2 separate regions of the Sus scrofa genome follow, and region 1 is linked to region 2. The links are chromatin contacts, called in public Hi-C maps. All regions are on one chromosome and are shown on one strand. The core of a region is the stretch at or near the end of the contact, and the rest is flanking DNA. Distances in the headings are between cores, read along the strand shown. Region 1 holds the start of TTYH2 (protein tweety homolog 2). Region 2 holds the start of GPRC5C (G-protein coupled receptor family C group 5 member C).

Region 1 (3,380 bases), core at 497-2,996, 170 kb before region 2:
CCCACTCTTTCAGCATTCCAGCTTCCCAGGAGGAGGGGGGGCGTTGCCGCTCTGTTTCCTTTGTCCCAGCACATTGTTCAGAAACCAGCCCTGGCTCCTAGGATACAAACCCTGCAGGCGCTTCAGAAGGCATCCTTTCATGCCCTGCTTCTTAGCTCTGGTCTCTGCCTCCCAGTCATTTGGGACACAAAAAGTCCACGGTGGTGGCCAGGGCTGATTCCAGAGATTATGCGTGGTTGGTTTGAGGCCTGGGTATGTTTTTAAGCCCTGTTGAGGCCAGCTGGCCAGCCTGGATGAGCTGGTTCCCACCGCGGGTGGGGTGCGGGCGGGACTGCTGTTCACTTCAACCCCTTAACGAGTCCTGGGGAGGCCTCACGTTTCTGTTCTGCTTCTTTGCTTCACTGGCCACTTGTCTAAGTCAGCAGGCCCCTGGGGAAGCAGCTAAGATGGTCACTGGCTAGCTGGTCGCAGACTGGCCAAGCAGGTTTGTGTGTTCCAAGCTGCACCCTGTGGCTGCAGGTGGCCCTGAAGGTGAGCTTTTCCAGGCAGTCTCTGTCTTTACCTGTGGGGTGCAGGCCCCCCTCCCTCCGGGGTCAGGGCTGGCTCCTGCCACTTCCCTGCAGGCAGACCCCTCTCCTCCCTTCTGTAATGCGTTGGCATTTGATCTAATCTTCCTAGAGGAATGCCAAATCCTCATAACTTCCGGCTTGGTGTGTGGCCTGTGGCCCGTGGCCCATGGCCGGGCTCAGCAGCTGCAGCCTGTGCTGTTGAGAAGGAGGGGGGCACAGAGGGGAGCTTGTACATGGCACCAGGCAGTGCCTAGCCCCGAGGTCCCGGGGCTGCATGGTCATGCTGTTTATCAGTGCCCATTAAGGGCCCAGTGGAATCGCTTCAGGTCCATTTTGCTCAGCTACCAGCCCGACTGGTTCAAGACCAAAACCCTTCCCAGGGCCTGTGGGGCCAGGTGACCCAGGCTTACCTTGCCAGCGTCTTTCCTTTTTTTTTTTAATGTATTTATTTTAAAGTAAGGCTGGAGTTCCCTGGTGGCTTAGCAGTAAAGGATTTGGCGTCACTGCTGTGGCTCTGGTGAGATCCTTGGCCTGGGAACTTCTGCCTGCCGCAGGAGCAGCCAAAAATAAAGTAAGGCTAATTGAGATATAATTCAGTGAAACTCGCTCCTTTGGGTACACAGTTCTGCATAGTTGGACATTACAGCTGTGTAACCACCACAGCAATCCAGAGAAAATATTACCATCACCCCAAAGTTCCCTCTTGCACTGCAGCCCCTGGCAGCCAGCCCCTGATCTGTCTTTCTGTGTAGTTTCCCCGCCTCCTTGTCACTCCCCTCACCCCGGGGTTTGCACTTCCTGATTCCCCTTCTGCTCCTTGCAGACCTTGGTCTCCGATGTCACAGTGTACTGTCTGTACCCCCATGCTCAGAATCCATCCTCCCCCAGCCCTCAGCTATTAGCTCTTGGGCCATTCTTTAGGAAACATCCCCGCCCCCCAGACCTCGCCCCCCTTTACATACTGGGCCCTTGAAAGCACTTAAGGGGGGTTGTAGTTCATCACCGTATGGGATAAAAGCTGCCTCCCCTCCCCTATTAAACGTCAGACCCCACGCCGGCAGGGACGTGCATGTTTTGGTTATCGCTATACCCCTTAGAACAGAGATGTTCAAAATTTGCTGAAGACCCCTGTGAGAGGGACAGCGCCCTCCAGCGTCCTTGCCCCGCCGGGCGCCTGGGCTTTGGGCAGGCATGCGCAGATGGGACAGCCGCCGCGAGGCGCAGGGAACCTTGACCCGGACTGTGACCGCCCGGAAGAGAGGCCTCGGCCGCAGAACAGACTCCACCTCCCACACCTGGATCTCTGAGAGAAGAAGGGACGTCTGGCGTCTGTCCCCCTCTAGCAGCCAAGTATGTTTGCTGGCATTTCACCCGCAAGTTCCGCCTCCTCCAAGCCAGAAGTCCTGAAGTCTCTGGGGTTTCTTTTCTCACGGGCGTCTTCCGCCCGTGTCTCTATGCCCCCTCGCTACCACTTGCGACTGTTTGCAACCCAAGGCGGATCCCGTCAGGTCTCCTTAACTCCCCCACTCCCATCTCACCAACCTCAGGCGGCCCTTTATCCTCCCCTGGACCCTGTCCCAAACCTTAACCACCCCCTTCCCGCCCCCTCGCGTCCCGCCTTCCCGGCACGCTGTTTGGGTCGCAAGACCTCCGCCTCGGAGAGTGCGATCTGCCCCCAGGCTCCATCGGGCCCGGGCCTACACCCCCACCCGGTATCCCCGCCGCCGCCTGGTGCGCGGACCCTGCTCTGCTTTTCTCCAGAGCACCGCTAACTTAGCGCGGTTTCTGTCTTCACATGGGGACTGCTACCATCCACCCCTAAAATGAGGTCCTCTTCCCTCGAGAGATTCTGGCCGCTTGCGTTCACGGATAGAACAGAGTCCGGCACAGAGTAGGCGCTCAGGAAACTTGTGTTGACGGCTCTGGCGCCTCCCTGAGACCTCTCGCCCTTCCCCGCCTTTCCCCTCGAGACACCTCCCGGGTCTCTGCCCCAGGGGGCCCGCCCCGTGCCGCCGGCTAGGAAGAATCGGCTGCCTTTCTCAATCCCCATGGCTTTCCAGGCGACACCCATTAGTTGTTTGGGCAGATGGATTGGGCGCTCCCAGGGCAGGACCAAGTCTTTGAGTGCACCTGGTTTATAGAGTGGGACGCTCCATCACGGTTGAGACTGAATTTAGAACCAGTGACTCGGGGACTGAGCGTTGCTCCCTTCCGTCCCCAGTCTGTCAGTTCACTAGCCTCTAAAAGCGCTAGCAGCGGCCGGCCTCGCCTCCCTCGTGCCACCACTGCCCACCGTCCTCACAGACACTATGGTGCTTGATTTGAGAAGTAACCAGAAGCCCGGGGATCTGGAGACTGCTGTTAAGAGACAGATTCTGAGAGCTGTTTTCACTTCTCTTTCCACCTCTTTCGTCCGTGGGGCCGGGACAGATTCCAGACCAAAAGAAGGCTTCGGGTTCTTGGGCGCGACCCTTCGTAGCCCTAGGGTGAGCCCAGGGCGAGGGGCCGGATCCAGGAGGGGGCCCGGGCGGGCGCGCGCTTAGGGGGCGGGGCCCAGTCCGGGGCCGGGCGGGGCCTGGGGCAGGGGCGGGGCCTGGGGCGGGGCGGGCGCGCGTCCCGGGCCAGCAGGCGACGGCGGCGGCGGCGGCGGCCGCAGCGGGCGGGCGCACTCCGGCAGAGCCATGCCCGCGGCGCGCGTGGAGTACATCGCGCCCTGGTGGGTCGTGTGGCTGCACAGCGTCCCGCACCTGGGTCTGCGCCTGCAGCCGGTGGACAGCACCTTCAGGCCCCGCGATGAGAGTTACCAGGAGG
Region 2 (2,926 bases), core at 118-2,617:
TGCTCTTCCTCTTAATATTGAAAAGAACTGAAACAATTCAGTCTTTCACCACATTTCCCAGGCCAGCCAGCGAGGGCCAGGCGCAGGAAGAGGTACAGAGTTCTAGAAAACCAGGGCCCCAAAGCCAGTTCTGGCCGCTAAGCAAACCTTGCCTCCAGGAGTCCGAAAAGCTGGCCTGCGAGGGGAGGAGCCGGCCTGGGGTTTATCGCTCTGGCAGCTCCCGGTGATTCATTGAGTTTGACTTCTGGTTGTCATAGACTGAGACACGCAAACAAACTGCCCGGGAGGTACCCCTCCCCTCCCGGCGCCCTCCCTCCACCTTGCAACCCCCTCGCCCGTGACCAGCCGCCACCACCCCCGCCCCCTGGATTCCCGGCCCCCTCCCGGGTGCTCCCGGCTCACATGCCCAGCTGCCCGCCCCGCCACCGGCTGGCCCCAACTGCGCGCTGCTGGCGATCCCCCAGGCAACTCGGCGTCACGAGAACCAGCACCCCAGAGACCCGGCGCTCTGCCCTCCCTTCGCGTCCCCTGGGCCCCAGCCAGGCCCAGCAACCTCTCCCTTCTCGGTATGCCGCAGCCCCTCCGGGCCTCCGGCGCTAGCTAACTAGGCCCCGCTGGGCGCCCCCGGACAGCGCAGCCCACCTCCCGCGGAGCCTGCGGCCCCCGGGGAAGGCGGCCGGAAAATCTCTTGTTTACTGGGCGGGAGCGATCCCAGCTTGGATTCGCTTCCCCTTTTCGGCAGTTCCCCCTCTGCTGATCCTGGAGCCGGAGGGGAAAGGGTGGCAACTCGCTGATCCACCCGGGGATAGGTGGTGAGGGTGGGGCATGGGGAGGGGGTACCCGAACTCGTGGAAAAGTCCCCAGGCGGCGGGGGGATCAGGACTCGCTGTCAGGCCGATGTGTCCCAGAGCGCAGAGACCGCGGGAGCCGGTTTAAACGCTGTACCTCGGGGAACAGAATCGTGAAGGCTAATTAGGACAAGTCGGAACAGGGAACGGGGGCGCGGGGAGGAGAGCGCGCGCTAAGGTGTCGGGGCGATCGCAGGAAACTCAGGCGCCGGGCGGTCGGACCTAGGGCGACTTCTGCCCAGTGTCCTGAGTGATTCTGTGCCCGGCCCACGGCAGTGCTAGGGGCGCGCGCAGGGGCGATCCCACACAAACTTGGTGACCGAGTGCCGGGGAAGGATCGGACGTGCAAGAGGCGGACACTCTGTGTGTGTGTGTCCACGTGTGCAAAGTCGGGGAGGGGAGGGGGCACAGAAAGCGTGACACAAACAGACTTCGTGTCTGCGTGTGGGTCTCGCTCTAGCCCGGAGCAGCGAACTGTGGCCCGCGTGTGTCTCACGGGAGAGCCAGGACCAAGGTGACAAAGACTAGGAGTCCGCCACGGAGAGACGCACCAAGGTGGCCCCCGCGCGTGTCTGCGTGCGCGCACTGGGACGTGCGGAGAGGGAGAGCCCGCCCGCGAGGTGTGCTGGGCGGCACCCCAAACCGCTTTCCAGAGAGAAAGCCGAGTCCAGAAAGTGAGTGCGCGTGAGTGTGTGCGCGCGCCCGCGTGCGGGGGCGTGGCAGTAAACAGCAACAACCCACAAGCCAGCTTGGCCAGAAACTCCGATCTCCCTCCGAAGCCGGAAAGTGCGACTCGTCCGCAGCCCGGAGGTGAGTCGGGGGTGGGGTGGGGTGGCGTGGGAGGAGGGCTGGCCGGGCTTTGTTACTGTGTAAGCGGATCGCACGTACCTGGAGCGCTGCGGGCGCCCGATAAGCGCCTGAATGGAGGTGATGTCACGGTGATGCAGACGCCGGCCCACCCTCGCTGAGAGAAAGGAGCCGAGCTTGGGGAGAGGCCAGCGCGAGAGCAAGCGACGGAGCGAGGCCAGCTCAGCCCGGGTCCCGCGGAGAGGCAGGCCGTGCGCCCCGATCCCCTGCCGGGGCCCCGCCACTCCAGGTCCCGGCTGGGCCTGGCCCCGCGCCCTACCCGGAGTCCCTCCCACCCCTGCGTGCGCCCCGCCTGGAGTTGGCCCCAAACGCCGCGCCGGAGCTGGGCAGGCGGCGCGTCCCAGGTAAGGGCTGTTGCCTTCCCGCTCCGCCCTCGCCTTGGCCGCCCGGAAGAGTAGGGTCGGGTCGGACTGGTGGGGAGTGGGCGAAGGTAGAGGCCCCAGGGGTGGAGAACCCGGGGGCGGAGGACGCCGATCCTACTCCGCTCGGTCTCAGAAACTTTCCGAACACGAGCGGGCTGGGGACTAGGGGTGTGGGAAGCCCGGCGCTGCGGCTCCGCGTTGGCGGCGAGGGAGAGCTGCACCATCAGGGTCTCCAAGGACTGCCCTCCCCAGCCTCCGCGCCTCTCTGCGCGAGTCCACGGTCAATAGCGACCAGGGGGCTGGCGTCCTCTCTGCTGGCCGCTACCTTGGTTGAGGAGGGCAGGTTTCTGTGGTCAGAGGAAATGGGGGAGGCTGGCTCCCCTGCTCTCCGCCATCCAGACGCGCGTGGGAGTAGATCCCAGCACCGGGGCGGAGTAGGGAGGGGAGGGCTCAGAATTTGCCTTCGAGAAGTTCGCAGTTTCGGTCAAAGACCCTTTACTCTTGGCAGCGTGGCTTCCAGATGCCTTTCCTTTCCCCGCTCCTCCCCGCCCCCCGCGGAGTTTCCTGCCCTTCCCAGCCGCGGGGGTTGAATTGCTTCCCTCCACCCCTAGACCCCCTGCAGTTTTAAACCCAGCAAAACCCCTCCACGGTCTTGATCCTGAAGCAGGGGGACCAGAATATGTTGAAATTGGCTTTTGTGCTCCTGCCAGTTCTCTCTCTGCCTTTATTTGTGGCCGGGGGGTGGGGTGGGGTGGGGTGGAGTGGCAGGAGGGGAATGGTGCGCCTTCCCGAGAGGCTAAGATCGGGACCTTGGTTTGAAGACCCAAGAGTTTGAGAATGCTCAGGGAA

The links. A called contact is a pair of places that touch in the nucleus more often than the background predicts.
Region 1: a Hi-C map of liver shows a contact between it and region 2, with 4 times the contacts expected there. The contact joins the promoter of TTYH2 here to the promoter of GPRC5C in region 2. A contact is called at or near these places in 3 of 47 Hi-C or Micro-C datasets (liver and skeletal muscle) and 1 of 2 datasets of contacts at active chromatin or transcription factors (alveolar macrophages).

Annotation. Positions count from the first base shown.
Region 1 is chr12:6,879,928-6,883,307 of Sscrofa11.1, reverse strand. It overlaps TTYH2 (protein tweety homolog 2), which reads left to right and starts at 1,746. Exons shown (of 16, transcript XM_021066683.1): 1 at 1,746-1,919; 2 at 2,791-2,881; 3 at 3,000-3,055. The coding sequence starts at 1,761.
Region 2 is chr12:6,713,720-6,716,645 of Sscrofa11.1, reverse strand. GPRC5C (G-protein coupled receptor family C group 5 member C) reads left to right here and starts at 1,367. Exons shown (of 6, transcript XM_021068072.1): 1 at 1,367-1,658; 2 at 1,796-2,059. The coding sequence starts at 1,367.